Linked DNA regions of Pan troglodytes: regions 2 and 3 are each linked to region 1. A link is a contact called in public HiChIP or PLAC-seq data. All regions are on one chromosome and are shown on one strand. The core of a region is the stretch at or near the end of the contact, and the rest is flanking DNA. Distances in the headings are between cores, read along the strand shown.

The links. HiChIP or PLAC-seq counts read pairs in DNA pulled down with a chosen protein or histone mark.
Region 2: an H3K4me3 HiChIP or PLAC-seq map of stem cell-derived excitatory neurons shows a contact between it and region 1, with 12 times the contacts expected there. The contact joins the promoter of NEPRO here to the promoter of CCDC80 in region 1. A contact is called at or near these places in 2 of 7 Hi-C or Micro-C datasets (induced pluripotent stem cells and stem cell-derived neural progenitor cells) and 1 of 1 datasets of contacts at active chromatin or transcription factors (stem cell-derived excitatory neurons).
Region 3: a contact with region 1 is called in an H3K4me3 HiChIP or PLAC-seq map of stem cell-derived excitatory neurons, with 18 times the contacts expected there. The contact joins the promoter of GTPBP8 here to the promoter of CCDC80 in region 1. A contact is called at or near these places in 5 of 7 Hi-C or Micro-C datasets (blood, induced pluripotent stem cells, a lymphoblastoid cell line and 1 more), 1 of 1 datasets of contacts at active chromatin or transcription factors (stem cell-derived excitatory neurons) and 1 of 1 other capture datasets (stem cell-derived neural stem cells).

The regions. Positions count from the first base shown.
Region 1 is chr2:115,976,606-115,981,225 of NHGRI_mPanTro3-v2.0_pri, forward strand. CCDC80 (coiled-coil domain containing 80) reads right to left here and starts at 2,190. Exons shown (of 8, transcript XM_001156251.7): 1 at 564-2,190; 2 at 1-153. The coding sequence starts at 142.
Region 2 is chr2:116,356,424-116,361,043 of NHGRI_mPanTro3-v2.0_pri, forward strand. It overlaps NEPRO (nucleolus and neural progenitor protein), which reads right to left and starts at 2,479. Exons shown (of 9, transcript NM_001251850.4): 1 at 2,288-2,479; 2 at 188-342. The coding sequence starts at 2,390.
Region 3 is chr2:116,325,660-116,330,279 of NHGRI_mPanTro3-v2.0_pri, forward strand. GTPBP8 (GTP binding protein 8 (putative)) reads left to right here and starts at 2,544. Exons shown (of 5, transcript XM_009446161.5): 1 at 2,544-4,620. The coding sequence starts at 4,541.

The DNA of each region.
Region 1 (4,620 bases), core at 940-3,439:
GCCTACTGCTGTCCGGAGAAACCAAAGGCACTTTCCGCCCTCCATGGCTGCCTCTAATAGTGGCATGGGGGTGGGGTTCTGATCCACACACTAGCCACATGGCCAACAGCATAGTGAAACGGGGTCCCATTCTCCATGTCATTGTGTAATCCACTTTGCGATGCACGGAGGTCATAAAACAAAGGGGAGGGGGAAAAAAGAAAGAAAATTATTTAACTGGAAACAGAGCTGGTCATTTTCTTTTTCTGTATCTCAGCCAAGGGGAGGGGAAAAGGTTGGTTAGAGAGAAGGAGGGAGGTCAGGAGATGGAAAATGGGATGAGATCCTGTTACTTTCAATCCCCTATAATTTGTTAGTGTTTAACAGAGACAGTTACATTAAGCAGGAAATCCAATTCAGTTTCCCAGTCAGCATGCTTGTACTGTTTCAACTAATGCTCTGGATGCTCCAAAGAAAATGCAAACTAGCATATTAATTATGACAACATTCACATTTCATTCCTTCAAAATAAGCAATAAAGAAACAAATAAACAGATCAAAGACAGAAAGGATTACACACTTACATGGTGGCTCATAGAGATGGAATGCAGAGGGTTGCAAAAGAAATCAGAAGTTTGGTTTCCAGGACAGTTTCCTAGATGAACTACTTTTCCTCCCAGCCCTCTCTCTCTTTACCGAGGGTGAGCAATACAAAAGGGGTGTGCTGCAGCTCCAGCTTTCAGAGTACCGCCACAGATCCACAGCCTGTCCTGATCTGAGAGCTGAGCCGATGCCTTTTCTTTCTGGCTGTGTCTTTTTACCTTCTGGACGTGTCTTTTTACCTTCTGGACAAGTAGGATGAGGTGAAAGGAGCTGTCCTTCTAAGTCTTTGTATCTCCATTTGTCTGCAGTTTCTCCTCGGTCTCGTGTGTCTGTGTGTGCCAGTCCCTTGTGCTGACACAGGACGTCCCTTAAAGTCCAGTCCTGGCGATTTCTGAATCTCACTCTTTCCCTCTTTAAAGTTCCAGGATCCTTCTTATCTCCCTTTCCCCCACAGTCTGGCTTAGTCTCTTTGTTTCCGGGCGTAAAAGCACTGGGATTAATATGTTTTCCAGGCTGAGGGAAAACACAGGAATGTGATGTCGAAAAGGGACTTTTTTTTTCTTTCACTATGCTTCTCTCCTCCCTTTATTTCTCCCTACCTTTTTCCTCCTCTTTTTCTTCTTCTTTTTCTTCTTTCTCTTGCCTGGATTCAGTCCCAGAAATGTTAGGACTACCTCAGTTTTGCTCCAAACCAAACTCAAACAACAGCAGCCACTGGAAATCAAGGACACTTCACTAAGAATTTAACAGATCAGCAGAACACCGCCTCCTTCCCATTTTAGCACGTTCAGAGTGGACTCAGTGAGGAGTGAGAGGGCTGTTCTTTGGGGTGGGGGAAAGTTTTTAAACTCCACACATCATCATAAATCACTTTAGAAGAGGATGACTGGTGCCTTAACCCCTTCCAAACCAAGTAATCGGGGTAACTTCTCTTCCAGTCTGTTCTTACACTGTACTTTGGAAGGAGAAAATTCTCCGATTTCTGCATCAGGCTACATGCTTTTCTTAGAGACAGATACTCATTTGGGTCAGGGTGCTTGGCTGTGCCGACACAGACAGTATATATGTATTTATAGTTCCATGTGTATATTCTTATATCTTTCTCCCTGCTTTGTGCTTTTAGTTTGAGGTTGGAAAAGCCCATGGAAAACATGACTAGGTTGTTTATATTTTATGCTAATTGGGGATCATATTACTGTGTTCTTGGTCCTAGTTTCTCCTCGGCATGGAAGGAAGCTGGTAAAAGGTTAGAAATGCAGGCAATGGCTGCAAGTCGAGATTGCAGTTGACTATTACATCAGGGAACAGGCATTATGATCTCTAGCTTCAAAGCTCTGGCTGCAGATGGTAGACTAAGGGCTCCCTTGGAGGTCCCGAGTGTGTGTGTTTGTGTGTGTGTGTGTAGTGCAATATTTTCCTCTGCAGAGACTTTAGATGTCTGAAGGGCTTTAGGCAATCCATAGAAGTAGACTTATCAGGTTCCGAAAGAGAGAGTGAGGCAGCTTTGGGATTCTACCTCCTGAGTCTGCCATAAGGATTCAGTGGAGAAGGAAGGGGTCTCAGGTTACGTGGATATTTCTTCCGGCCATGCTGGGCGAGCTGACTCTCCACGTCACTATTAACTGCCACCAACAGTGGCAAGCCAGGGTTCTCAGAAACCTCCTTGCCAGCTCAGTCATGCTAATAGCGTCCCTCACTGGATCAAACTTCATCCCTAGTTGTTATGCCTTGATCAGCCCCATCTTGCCCTGGTCACATTTGACTTTTTTCACATAAGCTACGAGCATGGAACTGAGAAAGTCCTGTATAGAGGTTAACTATAGAGTTGCCCGGCCACACTTTGAAGTCCCAGGGGTACCAAGAAGGATGGCCAGCCCTGCTGTGGCATTCTCTCAGACACTTGTAAGGATAATAACAAAAGTGGGCTTCAGGCAGAGACCCTCTGTCCACTGGAGTCATAGATTGCAGCCTTCGTGGTATTCACCTGTTGGGTTGATCAACCTAGCCTTGTGCTAAGTTGGAGGGTCCTAGATGTTACTTCCTTTCTCATAATTTTCTAATGCGTCCTACACTATCCTTACTGAGCTTTCTGCCTTCTGGCTTTTCATTTCCTCTTCTCTTCTCTCTGCTTATAACAACTACCATTTATTGAGCATTTACATGTGAAGCTTTGGGCTTAGTATTTTTGTGAATTCTTTTATTTAACCCTCACAGTATCCTTAGGAAGTAAATAGAATGATCCTCATTTTATAGATGAGCAAACTGAGGCTTGGTGAGTTTAAATAAATTGCCTATTGTCCCACAAAAGGTAAGCAGTAGCTCTGAAATTTGAACCCAGGTTTAGAACAGCCTACAAAGCGTGATGCTATCTTGCCTCTCTCTTTAATTTTCTACTCATACCTTCAGTTTCTTCCCTTCCTTCAATTCCTTTTTGCATTTCCCACATTCATAGAAGAGTTTCATTTATTTGTTCAACCAGAGTACTTACACTTTTAGAGTCCTACCGTCTGGGATAATTGTGTAACTGTACTTTTTGCTTTTCTCAATAGGTCCTTAAAGCCCTTTATTCTTTTTCTTGAATAAGTCATGACTTACACAAACCTCTCCATGATATGCACAACATTTGTCACCTGTGCGCTGGTAAAGCTGAAATACAGCCACTTTAGCAACCTCAAACTGACGGTGAGGAGCCACCCCAACCCTGAGTTGTGCCTGTCTTCCTAGGACCTCAGGCTTTCTTCCCTCTGTGAGCTTCAGTCACCAGATGGCGCACTAAACACACACACCAGAGAGGACCTAACACTCCACCACGTCCGTTAGTCCCCACCCCACACCCAACGCCTTCCCCCAGTCTCTTCTCACACACAGATACATACGCACACACTGGCAAAGTGGGGCTTCTCATGCTTGTTTTCATCTCAATGCCTAAACGCTTACCTGGGGCTTCAGAAAATCCTCCTGAAGAAGTCTTGGAGGCACGTACCTAATAAGAGCAATGATAAATTCTCATTCATTCATTTCCGGGGAGACCTATAATGATTAATGGCTTGTAATAATTCTCAATTCCAAGTCCGTTATTTAAGAGCTCCATATTTTGTAAGTCCTCCATTTAGATCTTTCTATTTTTCTGCAACTGAAGAAACAATTAACCAATTAGTGCTAGGGGTTGGGGGAGGGTGGTGGGGGTTGGTGATATCTGAAAGGAAGACATTGATGTTGAGTCAGAAAAGGTGAAAGGAAGAAAATGTTAAAGTAGACTTTAGAAATGCTAATTTGGGAATTAATTGATAGGAAACTACCTGACACTGGTTTTGTAGTAATTTGTGGGGAGGAAAGGAAAGAATGTACAAACTAGAACTGCTTTAGAGAAACTAGGGTGGGGATAGTTATTTGACGAAAGCTGGAGTGAATGTAAGAAGGCATCCAAAAAGGAGTGTGCTAACTGGTCAGACCCACACTAATCCAAGACTTCAGCAACCTGGGACCAAGGCTCAGGGTAACACGCTGTGCCAGGCACGCTAGAGAAACCAGGGTTTCTGTCACATGCCGTTGGTTCTCTTGCACAAAGTAACACTCAGAGATGTTACTGAACTGAATTCTATTGCTAAAATAAAAAACATTTGCTTAAGAAGAAACAAGAATAAAAAAAGGAGGGGAAAACAGCATGCTGTTCAGTGTGGTTTTGGAGGGAAACCACCTCTCCTGCTCTGTGATCATCAGTATCCCCAGCAAGAAAATTAGCTGAGCCATTTTATCACACCTTTGTGGCAGAGGCACAGATAATACTCACACTGAGGAGGCTGCTATGTGTTTTCCTTTCCATTTGCAGAACTCAATCAAATGTTCAGTCTTAGGATGCATTTGTGTCCTTCAGAATGAAAAAAGAATTCTTCTCTTTCTCAGTATTTTCAATGTAGGACAGACTAAAGAAATAAGTTGCCAGGTCAGAGACAAAGCCAAGGATGACTATTAATGCAGGGTGCTGCTGCAGCCCAGGTGATACCAGTGAGCTGGGGGTTTCCCAGGTGCCGGTGGGAC
Region 2 (4,620 bases), core at 1,229-3,728, 380 kb after region 1:
GAAATGCTGAAATGCTTTTAAGAAAAAAAAAAGAAACTGCACATGTAACTGTGGGCTATAGGCCTATAAAACACAAGTAATTTACTGAGATTTCCACGAGATTTCCATAAATAGCAATATAGTAAGTGGCAGTGTGATCTACATTTTCAAGTGAACAGGTTGGGTCTCACCTACCGGGCTTCCTCACCTGTTTGAGGGCCAAATGGGGTTTGTGGCGGCCCATTCTGTTGTGATTGCTGTAAAGGACTGCACATAACACATCTGTTTCTGCATCTAAGGTTTGGCTCTTCAGCGACAGTATGACGAGATGGCATTCTTTAATTACAGCTGCAATGCAAAGGTCTGAAGCAGAGACATCTAATAAGATTTAGTATGTATTTCTACAGTAAGTATATTATATTAAAAACACACTAAAAAAAGCATCTTTCCTTATTTGTTTTAAAGGAATCAAAAACTAATGTAATCAGTCTCAACTGTTAAGAACGTAAGGATTCTAAGTATGAGAGAAGTTGGAAAATGGTAACAGATGATATAAAGTCCAGGAAATCGTTAAGAGAACATCTGTTAAACAAGAAGCTATATCTTTGCATTGCACTTTATCATGGTTTAATAATCTTTCATATGAATACTTTGCTGTCAGTCATTTGGTGTACACTTACGTCTCATGTGTACCCTTAAGCCCCCACCTTGAAGGTGGGGCACATGTCACAACATGTGTAATAACTCTCTAACTCCCCATGTTGCTATGCCCGAAAGCAAGACAGAATGAATAAATTCACAGTCTTCAGAATCAAGGCTTCTGTGTTTGGATATCACTTTATGAGAGACACAAACATATTCAGAAAAGAAAAACCACCAAACTGGAAATCGTATTATTTGATGAACGCCTGACTGAACACCGGGTGCTCATCAGCAGATGCTTCCTAGTCTGAAAATCTGTAGTAGTCCCTAAGATGTAGTTCATGTGTTATTTATGGCTCTAAAGGCAGCACTAGCATTCTAAGTGGAAGTAAAGGCTGGTTGCTACCTAACAAGAATTTTCTTACTGTCCCAACAACTACCTGAAGACAGAATGGGCTGCCTCGGGGATGGATAGTGAGTTGGTGAATTTCCCAGGCCTAATAGGAGTTGTTAAAGAATTTTTGAATAGAGAAAGAGGGAGGATTAATCTGTAAAGTGTGTAGGAAGGATAGATGGGATAATCTGTAAAGTGTGTAGGATGGATATATGGGAAAGGGGATGTGATGATCTAAGTCAAGCTTGTCCAACCCGCCTTATTTTGTTGTTCTGTTCTGTTTTGTTTTGGGCTTTTTGCAGCTTAAAGCCATGGTTTTTAGTTTGTCTCTAGTGAAAAGAGGGATGAGGAAAGGGCTTTACCAGCCCAACCGGAAACAAAGAACCTATGACTGTATTCTCTCCCTTGGGCCCCGGAGCTACGTATTTAACATTCATAACAGCTTCCATTTGAGTGTTCATTTACCATGCCAGGCAGTGTTCCAAATGCTTTCTCTACATTATCAACTCTTTCATCCCCCCAAACAGCCCTATGAGGAAGGTGCTACAACTCCATTTGAAAGTGAGATCAGTGAGGCACAGAAAGGTTCAATGACTCCTTCAAGCTCCAGCAAAGGGTAGAGCTAGTATTCAAACCCAAACAACCTGGCTCCTGCGCCAGGCTCCTACCTACTATATGCCCTTCACCCTAACAAATACCATCCATGTAGGTGGCAAAACACCGTCGTTTACAGCGCACTGTCTCCTAAATTACATCATTAGATATTCCCAACGCCCCTGTGAGGAGTAGGACTAACTCCATTTCACAGATAAGCAGATAGAGGTCCGAAAAGATTGCAGTTTGAGTCCCAGTGCTTAGGTGACGTCCACCGCTCCTCGGGGACAGGAAAAAGAAGGAAAGGGGAAATGGACGGAAGGGTAAACAAGACTCCGAAGACCCGGGTGAGCAAGGGTTCCCAGGCAGCACTGTTCCCCGGCACCAGCTGAGTCCACCTCTCTCCGCCCCCTCAGCGCACGGCTGAGCCTTGGTCCTTCATCTCTCCAGCCAAGCCCTGGGTTAGCACAGCTGGTTCAATGAAGGAATGCGAAGCCAGAGGCCCTACAAGCTACACCAGCAAAGTGCTGGGACCTCTCGACCCCTACGTGCCCCGCGCCCCTTCCCAGCGTCCCCCGGGCCGGGAAGTCCCGGTACCACCCCCGCCCACGTGCGCCGGCTGGCCCTGGCGGCCTCCCCCGGAAACGTTCCCCCCTCCTCGCCCGGCGCCTCACTCACCAAGGGCCGCGCCGGGGTTCTGCACTGTCACTGCGCTGCGGTTCCCCGCCTTAGGGATTCTCACACGGTTCCACGGCTCCGGGCCCGGCGGCACCGCAGCCATCTTGCGAGGCGGGGGGACTTAAGAAAGGCGGAACTACGCGAGAGCACGTCGAGCGACCGGAGGTGGGGCGATGGGACCCAGTCCGGGCCGGAAGGGAGCAGGGGGTGGGGCTCGGGCGGGGCCAGGAGCCCGGCCGGAGCCAGGAGCCCGGCCGGAGCCAGGAGCCCGGCCGGAGGCTGCCTTCATCGAGTAAACGCGTGGGACTGGGAAGGACCCAGTCATCTGTATATTGGTTACCAACACGTGGCCGCCTAGAATCATGGGGGAAAAAAGGCCCCATCCCAATAACCAACAGAATCTCTGAGAATGGGGTGAGGAATCTGCGTTTTGTTTAAACTTAGCGCAGGGGATTCGGAAGCACAACCAAGTTTGGAACTGTTAAATACTTCTAGGCGTTTTACAAATATGGAAAATGAGGCCCAGAATTGAGTTGGTGCTTTTACCCCCAACTCTGCCTCAGACATTAGGGGGGAAAAGGAAGAAATGAAATGAAGAGGTTTGTGCAAGGTGTGGAATTTGTAGCGAAGAAGCAGTGATTTGCTTTGAGTGGTAAAGGAAGGCTCCTTTATGTCTTGAACCACAGCAAAACCTAGATCACATCAAAGAAACTTGGAAGACACCTGTCAGTCATTCCCACTTCTGTCAGTCTCCAAGACAAGATCATATTCCAAGCTCTAGTGATCCTTACCTCATTAATATCTTTCTAATAATTCATTTATCCTCAGCCATGCTAATGCCCCCTTAAGTTCTTAACACTCCCACAGTAACGTATTAGAAAAACAGTGAATTTTGGAAACAGACTGCCAAGGTTCTAGTTCTAGCTTTGCTGTTTACTAGCTCGGTGATCTCAGGAAATTTACTTACCTCCTCCTCCAGACCTTAGTATCCCTGTGGGTAAAATGAAGATGATAATAATAGTATCAATCTCACAGACTTGTGAAATGCCAAGGCACTCCTGGCATACAAACAATGAACATTTACCATAGTTAATATTGTTGATGTTATTACTACTATTTCATGCAAGCAGTCTTACTTTATTGAAACACTTTCCATGCTCTTTCTGTGCGCCTTTACACATCTACCTACTCTACCTGGGTCATCCTCGGAAACACAATCTCCTTTCCTCAGCTCTGGGGTCGTCACTTGGGGTAATTCTTCCTAAACACCCCATCCTCACTCCATAACTTGATACAGAGGCCCCTTTAATGTGTTACCACAGTGCCCTATGTTGGCCTATGTATTAGTTTTCTATTGCTGCTGTAACCAATTACGACAAACTTAATGGCTTGAAATAAGTAGAAGTTATTTTACATTTCTGGAGGTCAGAAGTCCAAAATTAATTTCAATGGACTGAAGTTGGCAGGGCTGGTTCCTTCCGGAATCTCTAGGGAAGAATTCATTTCCTTTCCTTTTCCAGCTTCTAGAGGCTGCCTTCATTCCTTGGCTCATTTCACTATCCTCCACCTTCATTGTCAGCATGACATTTTTCAGTCTCCTCCTCTTCCTCTGTCTCTCTCACCCTCCTGCCTGCCTCCCTCTTAAAAACACCCTTGTGATTACATTGAGCCCATCAAGATAATCAGGATAGTCACTCCATCTCAGAATCTTTAACTTAATCACATCTGTTTTAGAACTCCAAATTCAGGCTCATGTACCCGATGGGCAGCTGATGCCAAATATTGAGATACTGGTGCTTGGAGACAGAGAAATATTTATTCGATTTGACCAAAGTTAGAGAGCAAGAGAGCAAGATCTCTCAGATCCACAGTAACAAAAAAGAAGCAGGGAGTTTTTATGAAGCTAGAGAGTAATGGAGAGGGAGTTTCAAGGAATCCAAGGGAAAAGTCTGTGTTTCTTCCATTTCAAATAACACCTTGTGCAGCCGTATGTACATGGCAGCTGGTTGCAATGTCCTTCCAGGAATTCATTCCTTCTGCAAACTATTCTTATGACCCTGAAGTTATCTCCTTCTGCTTGACAAAGAAACAGTACATCAGCAGTTTATGATTACATTGTGGGAACAAGGAATACTGGGCAAAAAGCGAGCGGTTAACATGTACAAGCAAGCAAGGGCCTGATCAAAATTTTCATTATTTCATGCACACACACACACACACACACAAAAATGCTGGGGTGCTGAAATCTCAAGCAGCTGAAATCTCAAGGTTATATAGCTACAAAATCCCTTCTCAGTGCAAGGTAACATATTTACAGATTATGGAAATTAGCA
Region 3 (4,620 bases), core at 1,294-3,793, 350 kb after region 1:
CAATATTTTCTTCCTAATACAAGAGTTTGATATCCTAATTGGAATGTAACCAGGTCTTTCTCATAGTTTATCAGTACTCAGATAAATTTCTGGCATAGCAGACACTCAATAAATGTTCATTATCGTTGTTAAGACAAGCGGAAAAGTCAGGGTAAGAAAGGTCTAGTGGAAATCAGACACTGAGACCTAATCCATTCCCTCTCTCTATTTCTAGAAGTAAGTTTTGCTAGAGTCCCTGCTCTTGCTTCTGTCAGGACATTCAAACCATGTTTAACTTAGGATGGGAGTTCTCTGATGTCCCCAGTGTCCCCTACCTATCTAGGCCTACAAAGTTTACCTTCTTCATGTCTTAGATGGATTCCATAAGCTTGAAACCTATAGGACCTGGACATAAATTGGGATCACTCTGGACCTACTGGCCATTCACTATAGAGGCAGACATCGCAATAAGAACAATTGAGAGGATCCTGTCCTACCTATCTTCCTTCTATTCTTAGCTGAGCATGACAGAGTATAACTATGACATTTAGGGCAGATGAATTTTAGCAATAAAAGCTGATTCTGGGGATGATGTATAAAGTAACACCTGTCAAAGTCATATTAAATTTTTAAAACCTTGTTAACTTTGTGGTAAACTACCTCCTCGTTATCAAAACAGAAGGCACTTTTTCTCAGAAGGTTGGCCATAAATACATCCTAAGTCATACTGGGAATAAGCCATGTGATTATCTGGGGTAAGCATTCCAGGGAGAAGTACAAGGACACAGAGGCAGGTGTGTGTATATGGCTTGCTTGAAAAACAGCAAGGAAGCCAGTGTGGCTGGAATGGAGTAGACAAGGGGAAAAATAACAATAGATGAAGTCAGACAAGAGTGGAAGAAGAAAATGAAAGATCATGTAGGGCTTTTTAGGTTAGTGGAAGAACTTTTTCTATGAGTGAGACAGGAAGCTCCTGGAGGTTTAGCTTATGTTTTAACAGGATCATGGTTGCTGCCACTGAAATGGGAAAAGTACTCTTGTCCCCCTCGAAGGGCATGTGACAAGGAATGGCTCACTTCTTCAGGGCCCCACTGCTCAAACCTCTAGGGGAGCATACAGACAGGCAGGTTGTGGGGCTCCGACCCCACGACAGCATCTAGGGGTGGATGTTTACAGCTCCTGAAGCCTCAGTGGGCATCTGCTACCGTGTGCTCTTTTAGTTTTGTCATCTATAGGCAGCTTGTGTTAACCAGCTAATTAGACCCTCTACCTTGTCACAAGGACAAAGAGTTTTCTATATCCTGGGTTCTTGCCTTGGTGTACTGGAAGAATCGGATCACACATGGGCTTGGAGAATGAGTGCATGGTTTTGAGTGGAAGTAGCTCACAGCAGATAGGGGAGCCAGAAGGGAGATGGTTTTCCCCAGGAGTTCAGCCACTCAGCAGCCCTCCAACCACCCCGGCCAAACTCTGCATCATTCTACTGGTCAATGGCCTGCTGGTGGGCAGCCTGCTCCCCTCGACGTCCTCTTGACATCCAGCAGCTCGTGTCTTCTTCCACCAACGTGTTCCTCTCAAGGTCCAACCACTTGTGTGTCTGCCTGCTAGGTGTCGGGGTTTTTATAGGCACAGGATGGGGGTGTGGTAGACCTGGGTGGCTTTGGGAAATGCAACATTTGGGCACAAAGCCAGAAGTGCCTGTCCTCACCTAGGTCCGTGGGCACAGGCCGGGGGTGGAGCTCTAGCCAGGGACCTGCCCTTCTCCTCACACTTCCCTGCCCCACTTCCCTATCACCATGTTGCAAATATACTGAAGGGGGCAAAGGGCAAAGGTGGGTGATCAATTTGAAAGCTACTGCAATAATCTAGGTGGGAGATAATGGTGGCTTGTATCAGGGTGGTAGCAGTGGATGTGCTAAAAAGTATCCAATTCAGGATATGTTTTCAAGGTAAAGCCAAGAGGATTGCTAACAACTTGGACTTGGGGTAACAGAAAAAGGAGTCCAGAATTTTCTCCCAAGATTTTCAGCTAAGTCAATTGGAGGAATGGAGGTGCCATTGTCTCTTACAGATTAGGAGACAATTAGAGGATATTAGAAATTCTGTTTTGGACCTAGTAAATGGGAGGCGCATATTAGACAGCAAGGTTTTCTAATCTACAGTCCTTCTTTTCCCTACTTGGACTAAAACCCTATTCTGAATCTTAGCCCTGACCTAGTCCTGATCTAGCAGACTAGATCCTGACTCCCCATCTACACTTATTGGCTGAGCTCCTACTCCACACACAAAAAGACCACCTCAAACCAAGATGCTGCCAACAACAACAGATTCACAGTACTATTGCCAGAACCCAGAAAGTCCTGTCACAACATCCTATCCACCAGACTTGATTCCCTTCAATACTAATTTTGTTTTTACTATTTTTTTAGGGACAGTCTCGTTTTGTTGCCCAGGCTCAAGCGATCCTCCTGCCTTGGCCTCCCAAAGTGCTAGGATTACAGGTGTGAGCCTCTTTTCCTGGGCTTTGATAATTCCCTGTAGACCAGATGATTTCCACTGCAGCCCTACAATGGGGTTATTACAAACTAATTCCTCCCAATTCTAGCCCTCACCCGTCTCACTAGTAGGTCTCACTGCTACGTATGTTTCATATTTGAACTTCTGCAAATTATGAAAGAGTTTAATCATGTTGAGGGAAAACATAGTGTATTATTAACTCTAAATCATCCTTCTGAAGTTTTATATGCTTTGTTTACACAGATGCTTTTAAAAGATGAAGTGAAAGAGAAAAAAATATATAAATTGTCAAGTGGTTTTACTAGTCATACTTCTTTCCAGTAGACCGTTTGATCCTTCAAGCTTTGCATGACAAGACAATTTGTTGCAAAAAGTGTCCCATCAAATAATTCTAAAATGATTTGTCCTATCAGGTAAAATCCAAAATGATTTAGAATTCAGAAACATGAATGATTATTAAATGAATACTATAATGTCTATTAATCCCGGAACACCTCTAAAACCTTTCTAAGAATCACCAAAGCTCTTATTTCCAAACCTGGGGTTCCAAGGTTTGAAAACAAAATGGCATGTATAAAAGCACTTTCAAAGTATATTACATACACAGCGTGAGGCCTCTGAGCCCAAGCTAAGCTATCATAGCCCCAGTGACCTGCACGTATACATCCAGAAGGCCTGAAGATCCACAGAAGTGAAAACAGCTTAACTGATGACATTCCACCATTGTGATTTGTTTCTGCCCTATCCTAACTGATCAATGTTCTTTATAATCTCCCCCACCCTTAAGAAGTTTCTTTGTAATTCTCCCCACCCTTGAGAATGTACTTTGTGAGATCTATCCTCTGCCCCTAAAACATTGCTCTTAACTCCACCGCCTATCCCAAAACCTATAAGAACTAATGATAATCCCACCACCTTTGCTGACTCTCTTTTGGGACTCAGCCCACGTGCACCCAGGTGAAATAAACAGCCTTGTTGCTCACACAAAGACTGTTTGGTGATCTCTTCACACGGATGAATGAAACACACAGTAATGAGAATCCCAAATTTCTGATGTATACAACAGAGTATTATATACACTTTTATACATGGAGGAGAGAGAATAGCGAACAGAAAGGCACCCCAAACCCTAATGCAAAGAGCAATAAAAAATTAGCCAGCCAGCAGCACATCAGGCTGCCGTATTGGCTGCCCTCAAAGTCGCAGGTTCTGTTCATTAATTTTTGTATCATATTTATTCAAGAATTGTACTGTTTAGTTACTGAACAACCTGGGAAATAGCTCAAGAAACCATGAGTTACCCTTTCTGGGCTGCTGATGTTTTAGAAAACCTAGTTTTTTTAAACATATGAATATTTTTCAGTTATTCATGTCATCATCATGATACCTGTATCTCCCATTTCAGTACTGATCGACTTTAGGGAGAAACTTTTGAAATAAGATGATATTACGAAACGTCCACGAAACAATTCTGTAACATCTGTGCAAAACTGTTTTTGTAAGAAATCTCTAAAATTTAATGACATTTCCTGCACCTGTAGTGAAGGCGGAAATACAAACAGTCCCTTCCACGAAAACGAGGTGCTATTACAATCACATTTCTCAGCAGCCCTTTTCTTTTTTGCAAAAGTGTTTATCCTAGTGCTGCGGACTTACGACAAACGTCAACAGTTAATAAGATAACCAAAAACTGTGAAAATCAAACGTTCCTGGAACGCATCGGAGCTTCACACTTTAGTCCTTCGCTTGAGACTCAAGGGCCACATGGCCAGATAGGTCTTTCACCTCTGCAAACCGTTAAACATCCTTCCAGTAAGACATAATCGTTAAGCCCACGGTGTTAAAGAAACCCAGTGAGCTGTTCCCCGCAGGTCACCGCCTGCCTCCACCCTCCTCCCGCGCACTGACGGCAAAAAACTTAGACCGGAACGAGCGAGGCCAGAGGAGACAACAACTCCCAGCAGGCGTCGCGGCAGCGGGAAGTCACGCACGCGCAACCCAGGCCAGGAGTAAAGTCTCTCTGCCCGTCTTCTGGGAAGGGAGAATGGCGGCGCCCGGGCTGCGGCTGGGAGCGGAAAGACTCTTTGAAATGCCTGCGGTGCTAGAGCGACTGAGCCGCTATAA